Regions from separate parts of the Xenopus laevis genome. Here region 1 is linked to region 2. The links are chromatin contacts, called in public Hi-C maps. All regions are on one chromosome and are shown on one strand. Each heading gives the region's core, a stretch centred on a gene start, on an enhancer-like site or on the middle of the called end of the contact. The rest is flanking DNA. Distances are from core to core; before and after follow the strand shown.

What was found. A called contact is a pair of places that touch in the nucleus more often than the background predicts.
Region 1: a contact with region 2 is called in a Hi-C map of the XL177 cell line, with 2.8 times the contacts expected there. The contact joins the enhancer-like site here to the promoter of astl2f.S in region 2. A contact is called at or near these places in 2 of 4 Hi-C or Micro-C datasets (the XL177 cell line and the XTC cell line).

The regions. Positions count from the first base shown.
Region 1 is chr4S:13,508,895-13,514,040 of Xenopus_laevis_v10.1, forward strand. ccnd1.S (cyclin D1 S homeolog) reads left to right here. Exons shown (of 5, transcript NM_001086005.1): 4 at 2,089-2,237. Among protein-coding and RNA genes, the nearest start is that of ccnd1.S, 11 kb to the left of the region's middle. Within about 2 kb of position 3,872, at least 2 of the 7 cell types and tissues checked have an H3K27ac peak or open chromatin away from gene starts, as enhancers often do.
Region 2 is chr4S:13,270,552-13,275,543 of Xenopus_laevis_v10.1, forward strand. astl2f.S (embryonic protein UVS.2-like) reads right to left here and starts at 1,500. Exons shown (of 12, transcript XM_018260200.2): 1 at 1,476-1,500.

The DNA of each region.
Region 1 (5,146 bases), core at 2,622-5,121, 240 kb after region 2:
ATAGTTTATTACATTTAGGAGGTGCATGAAGGAACAGCAAACAGACAGTGAGTAACTGGAAATGTATGTGCCTCGGGTTTTATGAGATGTTCTAGTGCAAATAATGATGCATTTGGTGACATTCCAGAGAATAGGATCTTCCTCTCTTATTAGTTTCAATCAGCAACTTCAATAGACCACGTTGATTATACTCTAGGGCAAGGAAGGGCTACTCCTTCTTGGAGGACTTACAGAAGTTAAAGTTTGGAGGAAAAGGCCATTTGCTTTCCTAGATACACCTGCAAGCCAATCCTGAAGGCCAACAAAGATGAGATTTTTGGAGAATGGATATTTGTTCTCCTAGATACACCTGCAAGCCAATCCTGAAGGCCAACAAGGATGAGATTTGGGGAGGATGGATATTTGTTCTTCTAGATACGCCTGAAAGCCCAACCTAAAGGCCAGTTAGGATGAGATTTGAGGAGAATGGAATTTGTCGTCTCAGCTTGAAGGACAGTTAGGATGCAATTTGGGGAGAATGGACATTTGTTCTCCTGGATACACTTGAAAGCCCAGCCTGAAGGCCAGTTAGGGCTCAAAACTTATTTGCTGCCATAGAAAGTCAAAGAACTATGGTAGATACACCAATGTTCTCCTAAACCTTTCACATTGTCATTGGCTAAAGGTTTTCTGAGTAAAGTCTGGACTTCCAAGAATGGCTTGAAATTAAGAAGTCTTAGAACCACTCTTGTTCTATATCCATTATACCTAAGCACGTTTTCCAGTCTTCGGCTATGGGTCAGGGTCAGCTGTCAGTTGGTGGCTGAAGACAGTGGGGTTGAAACAAAGTAGCGTTCTTAAGCTGACGATGGTTTGAAGTAGGTGTATGTTGACTGAACGATCCTAACCCATATTTGTGGATTATGGATATCAGTGTGACAATGTACGGCTTGTGGGCCAGTTAGTCAGATACCTAACAATATTGGACAGTGGATGACCTTAAGAGACAGAAAGACATAAGATATGTACTTTGCCTTGTTAAGCCTTGTATAGGGGGAGGCATCATGCCATTGTTAGCATAATTCCATTTAAGTTCTTGTTGTGGTTCCTATTTTACCCACTAATATTCTTTTGGTCTGTAGAAATGGGTTTGCCAGGCACCTTTTGAGCCTGCAATGCACCATTCTCAAAATAAAGGGCATTCTCGTGCTGCCAATGGGAGACATTCACCCTTTTAAAACAAGAGAATAGCAAGGCCCCTGAATGAGTGTTGGGGGTTGTGATGCCTCTCCAGGAAACTGAAGAATGCCTTTGTACAGACCTACAGCAATGCAGCTTGGCACAGATTCCGAAGCTCTGGCAGTATTATGTCACATCAGAATGTAACTGATTGCTGTCTGTGTTCTGGGACCCCAGACGCTTGGCTCTGCCACATTGGATTCATTCTGTGCTGTTAGGGATGGACGGGAGCCAAGGGCTAGTAGCTCCATGATTGCAAAAGGATTTTCAGAGTTGTGATCTTGGGGGTAGAATGGGGTATTTGCTGTTTTTTTTTTTGTGAAAGCGTTCCGATATTTATTGCTTACTGCACGCTGTTACTTTGGAACCCCAGAGACAATCCTCGGCTCCTAACCTTGAAATGGGTCCAGGAGTTTAGAGAGCATTACCAGGTCACTTTGAAACGCCGCACAAATGGAATTCTTTTGTGCACGGAAGCGAAAATCAGTTGATTGTGTTACATGAAAAGGCGTAATGACTTCTACTGTACCCGGAGCGGAGGCACAGGCAGGGGAGGGAGGCACTGTGACCAATTCTTTCATTTCTGGCATACAGAAGCTGCTCCTGTTTCTGGAGGTTTCAGGCACCATGTAAGAGAAGAGTCTCATAAGCCTTCACGCTCCTGTAGAAGGCTAATAAAGTTGAAACGTTGGTGGACCCTCTGAAGCTTGTGCTTTCTAAGAAATAATATGCATGATAGCATTTTAAAGTTGCTCTCATGGCAAGCATATGGCAGTTCCCACTAGAAATATGTTATATCACCATGTGTAAAGTACCTTTAATGCTGTGCCCCTTAATCTTATATGCTCCTCTTGTATTCCTACCCTGCAGATGTAAAGTTTATCTCCAATCCACCCTCCATGATCGCCGCCGGCAGTGTTGCAGCAGCTGTTCAGGGACTAAATTTGGGAAACGCAGATGGTGTCTTCTCCACCCAACGCCTCACACTTTTCCTATCACAGGTCATCAAATGTGACCCGGTAAGTTGCACGGCCCAATCATTGCTGCTCAGCTTGAGTTTGGTCCTTATGGATTTGCTTTGTAGTGCTGAAAAAATTGTGTTGCTCAAAAAATTGTGCCACCTGCTAAAGTTTGGTTGGACTTTCGGTGTGCTAATGTTTTAATGCAGTGGGCCACCAGGGAAGGGCTCAACCTGAAGGCCTGTTAGTGTAAAAAAACAGCAGACTGGACATTTTGTCTTCTAGATAAACCTGAAAGCCTGACTTGAAGGTCACTTTAGGGTGACTATGTTTATGCTGCCCTAGATATTCTTGAATCTATGACAACATTTAATTATTTTCCTATATCTGTACTAATTTAATGCACTAAGGGGGGGTCCTGGCCTAAGGTTGGGTCTTCTAGTTGACTATTCTTGCTCTGGAATGAGCGGTTTGGTGGCACTTAGCAAGTAATGAATGCCACAGTATGCGAGAAACAAAGGCCAAGTTAAAAAGAAAACAGTATCTGGAAAGATCTCATCAAACAGAGACCTTCTGGCTTCTTCTGACCTTGGTTTATAAAGGCTACTAGGATCTTCATTGTCCTGCCCAGTGTGATGGACTTTTATGAAGCCATCCTTTAATGATCTCCTGTGCTTTTACAGTAGCTGGTATTCTAACTGGGTGGTTTACTCTCCCTCACACCCCTATCAATCTTCAGCGCCCTTTTAGTAGATGCACCTCAGTAATTTGGGAGCAATAAACCTTTTCCTGGCAATGAAAGCGATCAGGAAGAATAGGACAAGCAATAGTAGTGGTCAATGATCCATATCCCAAAGCTGTGAAGTTGGGGCGGCTTCGAGCTTTGTTCTGGAACAATGTCTTCAGTCCACTACAGAAGAATGCTTTAAAACAGTCCTTGTTAGGTTCACAGACGGGTGGTTAATGGAGCTAGCCCCTCAACAGTGTTTATTGAGCTGCACTTAAAGCTTGAAGGTAGAGATGTTTGAAGACCAGAGAAAGAAGAGCATTCAGAAGCCCCTTCTCCCCCCAGACCCAGTCCAGGGCCCTACAGGGTTAGTTTATAAATGGAATATAAAGACGTGGAATGTTTTCTTTGTTGTGCTCTAGACATTTGCTGTTTCTTTGAGGCATGTAGCACTACCTTTTTAGAAATTAGGTTTATTTTATCCTTATGTATAGTCTTTAGAATTTCCTTTGCTCAGTCAATATATTGCCTTTCCTCGTTGTCAGCTCCCATTGTTCCTTTATTGTTAAGATGAGAAATATATATACATATATAAACTCAAGCAAATATAAACCTGTATTTCTAGTAGTGCCACTACCAGTAGTATACAATGTGTCTATCACTGTTGAGTGTTAGGTAGCCAGTCTACTTTAATTTCTGTTGTTCCCTTTGTTTACTAGAAACAGTACAAATGTCCCTCCTAAAATCGACTAAAATCTACCGTAGCCGTCCTGTTGTGTAATATTCCCCTATTTTTGGATATCATGGGGTCTGACCTTAATGTGGTCAATAAAAAAGGAGCAAGTGCCTGCTCTTGGCCTCTATCAGGAGCACCATTGTGCAGGAAAATTGAGGGCACTTTCATAGGACCAGGGCGACAGGGCACCCTAGGCACCCCGGTTGGCTACCCTTCCCCCTCCCATTTGTGCGCATGCGCAATAATAGAAGGGGAGGGAGGGGAGAGCAACAAAGGGGCGGGAGGAAGGTAGGGGCAAGGGACAGAGGGAGGGAGGGGAGAGTGATAAAGGGGAGGCGAGAGCAGCAGGGGAGCAAACCTGGACTAGGAGTAGTTACCTGCCCAGCGTCCGCCACATAGTTGCGCCCTAGGCAGGTTCCTCTTCTGCCTACCTCTAATTCCGGCCCTACATAGGACTTGTATCTTTTGGAAAATTACATAGCACCCAGTATACTGTATGAATCTCTGACTCCTGCCCAGGCTTCTCATGGGTTTGTTGGTCTGCGTTGGTGTGAAGACCATTATTCAGCAGCTCTGAACCTGTAAACTAGAGCCCTTAGATGTATTAAATAAACTACGCAGTGGAAAACGCCAGTCACCATAGATCACTGTGATCAGCATTTCTTGGGCGCGTAAATATCAGTAAGAATGTTCTGTATTTATGTTGGAGCTCAGAGAAGTGTATGGGTCTACTTCTGCTTGAAAATGTCAGCTATGAGTTGTATAAATTCAGTGTATTATTGCATTTGTATTAACAGTGTGCATTTAAAGGACCACTCCATGGTCTTTTAAATGTCAGGGAAAAAAGACTTAGTGGACCTACATTATACGTTTCACGTTTTGTGTTTTACACCCTTTTACCATTGGTTGAACTGACCCCAAGTCAGCTATTATTTGCTGAATGCATGCTGGCTTTTGTATGATATGTGCCACATCTGGGTTATTAGCGACACTTCCTGTTGTCATTGAAAAGTGATTCAAAGTGTTTCGGATTTTGGGGGATTTTTTTTAGACTTAAAGGGATACTGTCATGGGAAAAAAGTTTTTTTCAAAATGAATCAGTTAATAGTGCTGCTCCAGCAGAATTCTGCACTGAAATCCATTTCTCAAAAGAGCAAACAGATTTTTTTATATTCAATTTTGAAATCTGACATGGGGCTAGACATTTTGTCAATTTCCCAGCTGCCCCTGGTCATGTGACTTGTGCCTGCACTTTAGGAGAGAAATGCTTTCTGGCAGGCTGCTGTTTTTCCTTCTCAATGTAACTGAATGTGTCTCAGTGGGACATGGGTTTTTACTATTAAGTGCTATTCTTAGATCTACCAGGCAGCTGTTTTCTTGTGTTAGGGAGCTGTTATCTGGTTACCTTCCCATTGTTCTTTTGTTTGGCTGCTGGGGAGGAAAGGGAGGGGGTGATATCACTCCAACTTGCAGTACAGCAGTAAAGAGTGATTGAAGTTTATCAGA
Region 2 (4,992 bases), core at 250-2,749:
CTTTAGCCTACAAGTGATGTTTTTTGAGAGGTACAACATGCAGCTTACAAATGCATATCTCCCAACATTTTGGAAATAGAAAGAGGGACAAAAAAGACTTGCTGAGCAGAGCGCAGTGAATTTTTTGCCATGCTCATTTTGTGACCACACCCCCTAATTACCATGTCCATTTTACAAAATTTGGCAGGTTATGAAAGTTTGAACATATTTCTGTGGTTTTTATGTTTTGCTAATAAAGGTGAATTGCTTTCAAGGGCTCTTACTGACGAGCGGTTGAAGCTGCGCTCCCCACACAGGCGCGTGTAGGCGCCGAACGCAGGAAAAATGCAGCATGTTGCGTCCCAACCTGCGTTCGGCGCCTACACGCTCCTGTGTGAGTACAGCCCCATTGAAAAAAACTTAATGCGTCTATTCCTGTGCTCCCCTGCGGCTGAACGCACAAAAACGGTACGCAGGGGATTGCAGCTTCAACCGCTCGTCAGTAAGAGCCCTTAAGCTGTGAGTCTAAGTTCTCCCAAGAGACCTGCTAATCTTACATTGTTACAAAAGTTTCAAAGTATCTATTCTGGGCTCTCTGCCAAAAGCTAATTAAGTCAGAAACTTTGTATCTCTTTTTGGCTGTTCAGTGCAGGAGATCAAAGATAAAGTCGGGATATTTCTGTAACAAACACGGGACTGCGGGTTGAGCTGTCAAAATCAGGACTGTCCTACGAAAAATGGGACAGTTGGGAGGTATGCAAGTGTACCTATATATAATGCCCGAAGCCAATGTTCATTGTGAACCACCAACAGGTTGGCCTTACCCAGGTTTCCTAGTTAGGCATATGGGAACAGGCAGGTGTAACTAGTATTTTAATCCTAAATGTTTCCATGGCCCAATGTCTGAGCCCCAACCTGTAGCCTCTGTCTCTGGTCCCCACCCCTGAGCAGCCACAGCAACCCGATTGGCCATGTTTCCTGATAATCAATCAATCAGGTCGATGACTGGCAGAGATCTGGAAACTGAATGATTTTACCCTCAGTCTACACTGCAAACACACAAAGAAAATAAAAAAGGAAGAAATCCTCAATGCAGAGTTTATGGTAATCAGTATGGCAGCTCCTATGGACTTGCACAAATGCCAGTGTACACAGAAGGGACAGCTAGTGCGGGCAATAAGCTATAATTACTGTAGGAATGCTCAGCGGCAGTGGCATAACTAGTTGTTACTGGGCCCCATAGCAAATTCAATTTAGGGCCCCAAAATATTTATAAGTTGGCCTATTTTACCAAGATATATTAAAATTGCTAATTAATTAGGGTCTCACTGGGCCCCCTACACTCCTGGGCCCCCCTGCAACCGCAGGGTCTGCTTCCTCTATAGTTACGCCCCTGCTCAGCGGCTGACTCCTATACAGCCATGTCATTTTAAAGGAAAAGCTACCTTTTCATGAAGCCCAATTTCATAAAGTCTATGTGACACTTTTACACTTACCATTACCGATATTGATGCGGCCGTCAGTGATCTATAACAATGAACAAAGACAAATGTCAGTTATACCTTTGTTGTGCTATTATCATCTTTTACATATATATGGGATCCGTTTTACGGACACCAGCTATCCAGAACATTACTTAAAGGCTGTCTCCCATAGACATCATTTTATCCAAATAATCCGAATTTTCAAAAATGACTTCCTTTTTCACTGTAATAATGAAACAGTGCAGGTATGGGACCTGTTATTCAGAATCTTTCCGTAATTTAGATCTTCACAACGTAAGTCTACTAAGAAATTACTTAAACATTAAATAAAGCCAATAGGCTGGTTTTGCTTCCAATAAGGATTAATTATATCTTAGTTTGTATCAGGTACAAGCTGATGATTCATTATTACAGAGAGAAAGGGAAAAAATGCTTTCTGGATAACGGGTTTCCACATAACGGATCCCATTCCTGGTCCTTGTACTTGATTCAAACTAAGATATAATTAATCCTTATTGGAAGCAATCCCAGCCTATCGGGTTTATTTAATGTTTACATTGTTTTCTAGTAGACTTAAGGTATGAAGATCCAAATTATGGAAAGCTCCGTTATCCAGAAAGGCCCAGGTCCCGAGCATTCTAGATAACAGGTCCCATACATGTACTGTATTTCCCCCATGTGCAGATACTAAGCCAGTCTTACCCAATGTACAATATACTTGCCAGAAAGCTGTGTACTTACCTCCAGAGGTACTGCTGCAGCCGCCTGCAATATACATAGTAAGGCCACCAGTTTGGCTGTGCCGCCCATGTCTGTTTGTGCAGTGTCTGTCTATGCCCTAAAAACCCCGTAAATCCTTCTTTTTAAACAGTAAGAATGGGGGCCACAAAGGACACACCCGTGGAAAAAAAAAGCCAATTTCAGCATGAAGTCATGGATATCTAGGGTGACCAATGTTAACATGATAATGACTGTCATTACACTGTGCCAGTCCAACTGTACAGGAGGTGCCTGGGAATATTCCAGCATTAGACTATCCTTCAACTGTGTCCTCCTGTCCCAAGTGTGATGCAAACATGATGGCAAAGAAGGCACCAGAGATTATGGATAGAGAGCCTTGTGGCTCATTCATGGTGCCCTCACAGACACAGGGCTCCTGACACTGGAGGAGAGGCTGTAATGAGAGTCCTGTCCAGGGTTTGGTCCTAGTGGGGAGCACAATGAAAGTCACCAATAGACCTTGGTTATTGGCCCACTGACCTCCTGGGCTCCCTGTTTCTTGGCTACAATTGGCTGCCCCTTGTTGATTAAGCAATTGAAGGTCTGGGTGGGCAGTAGGCAAATCCCTCCACTGGTGCTAGGGGGGGCCCTTCACTAGTGAGGAAAAGAGGCACATGATCTTCTGGCCAAAGGATACAACTAAATGGAGCCTGAGATAGCACCCCTTTGCAAACCTGGGGTGCTTGATTTCCCTGTGAGACTGGACACAATGGAGCAGGCACTTTTGCACACTTGAACACTTTTCTGTGCACCATGCTTTTTTACCCCCAGCCTTTTGGTCTGGTGATGAACAAATGTTTACATTCTAGCCAATCGGCTGGGGATGCACACAACCACTTTTTTATAAGCTATTAGCTATTTTTTTTCCCTCCATACTTTTAAGCACTTTTTGGAGCAATAAATCCCTTGGGCTACGCAATGATCTAGGATGGAGATGTGCGGCCATTAGGCTCCTTCTCCCCTGAACCTGACCCTTCCATGGGCACTCTTTAGAGGTCCATTTATATCCCTTGACCCCTTGTAAGCCTTTGGGCTGAAGGGGAAGGGACAAAGGGACCACCCTAGCCTAGCCACAAAGGTGGACTGAAAACCCTTCTTCCCTGTGGGCCTTTTGGCTGGGAAGGCCGGATATAAAGGGACCCGTCCTAGTCTTCGGAAACAGGTCTGAAGAAACTCAGGAGACATCAACACCTTTTGGCCAGGGATATCAAGGGACCTGCCCTAGTCTTCGGGTGAAGCAGGTCTGAAAAAACTCAGGAGAACTTTGCAACTTTTGGCCGGGTGACCCAGGAGTTTTTATGGAAGTAACTGCACCATTTTGTACATTTTTGCACTTGCAAGCACACTGGCTGAAAAACTAAAGTTGGCTAAATACTTTAGTCTGGACTGGGATTCAAAACAGGCCCTGGAATTCCCATTTCACAGAGGCCCAAGCAGCCCCCTCACCAACCCAATAATGAGTGTCTATGGCGGAAAGAAGCAATTCGATGTGGTGTACTAATTTTCAAAAACATTTTTTTTTGTAACCCCCAACTACCCCATTTGACATTTCCCCAGTCAGTGGTAGACTAGGGGCCTTAGTCTAAAAATATTGTGGGTCCTTATTTTACAGAAAAATCCTTACTATGTAATTAATTACCAGAATTGGGCCCAGTTGCACCTGTTGCACTCCCGACCCTCCTTCCGCTGCCTCTGCCTGCAGGCCGGACTGAGAGGAGTTCCATTATCCACCCTCGGTGTGTCCCTGATATGATTAGTTGTGCTTGGTTTGTACAATGGGAGCTTCCACCCTGCACATGAGTTTATTAGGATTATACAGGTGCATGACAGGTGTGTGCTGATTCCTCCAGTCCTTCTTCCCAAACTTGTCACTAGTGGGTACATCCTGCAGTGGAAACACAAATAATCATTTATAGAACTTTATTATCTAAATGTCTTGTAATGTAATCATTCCTAGTTATATAGTTAGTATAATGATAGTAAAGTGCACCACTTAGTGCTTATTTTAAAGGCGATTGCAGTGCCGGACCAAAACTATGGGGCACCCTAGGCAAGCCCCCTTCCCACAATTCTCCCCACCACCACAGTGAGGTGACGAGGGGGGAGAAAGTGAGTTGATGAGGGGGGTGATGAGTAGGACCATTTCCTTTGTCAGCCAAGGAGGGGACATTAATGCCAAACTAGGGGTGGGTTAGGGTTGCCACCTTTTCTGGAAAAAAAAATCTTCCTTCCCTATTGTTAAGGGGAGGTTCACTGTTAAGTTACTGTTTAGTATGTTATAGAATGGCCAATTCTAAGCAACTTTTCAATTTGTCTTCATTGTTTAGTTTTTTATTGTTTATTTATTTTTCATATTTGCCTTCTATTTCTGACTCTTTCCAGCTTTCAAATGGGGGTCACTGACCCCATCTAAAAAACAAATGCTCTGTAAGGCTACAAATGTATTGTTTTTCAAGTAAAAAGTGTTTTCCCCTTCCCACCCCTAATTTGCATATGTAAATTAGGATTCAGATTCGGTTCGGTATTCGGTCGAATCTTTAACGAAGGATTCGGGGGTTCACCCGAATCCAAAATAGTGGATTTGGTGCATCCCTAATTGTTACTGTTACGTTTTATTACTCATCTTTCTATTCAGGGCCTCTCCTATTCATATGTCAGTCCTTTTCAAATCAAGAACTAAATTTTTGTAAGTGAGACCTTCCAATGCAATGCAGGAATGAGGTGGGGCTCCCATAATGTATTTGATTTG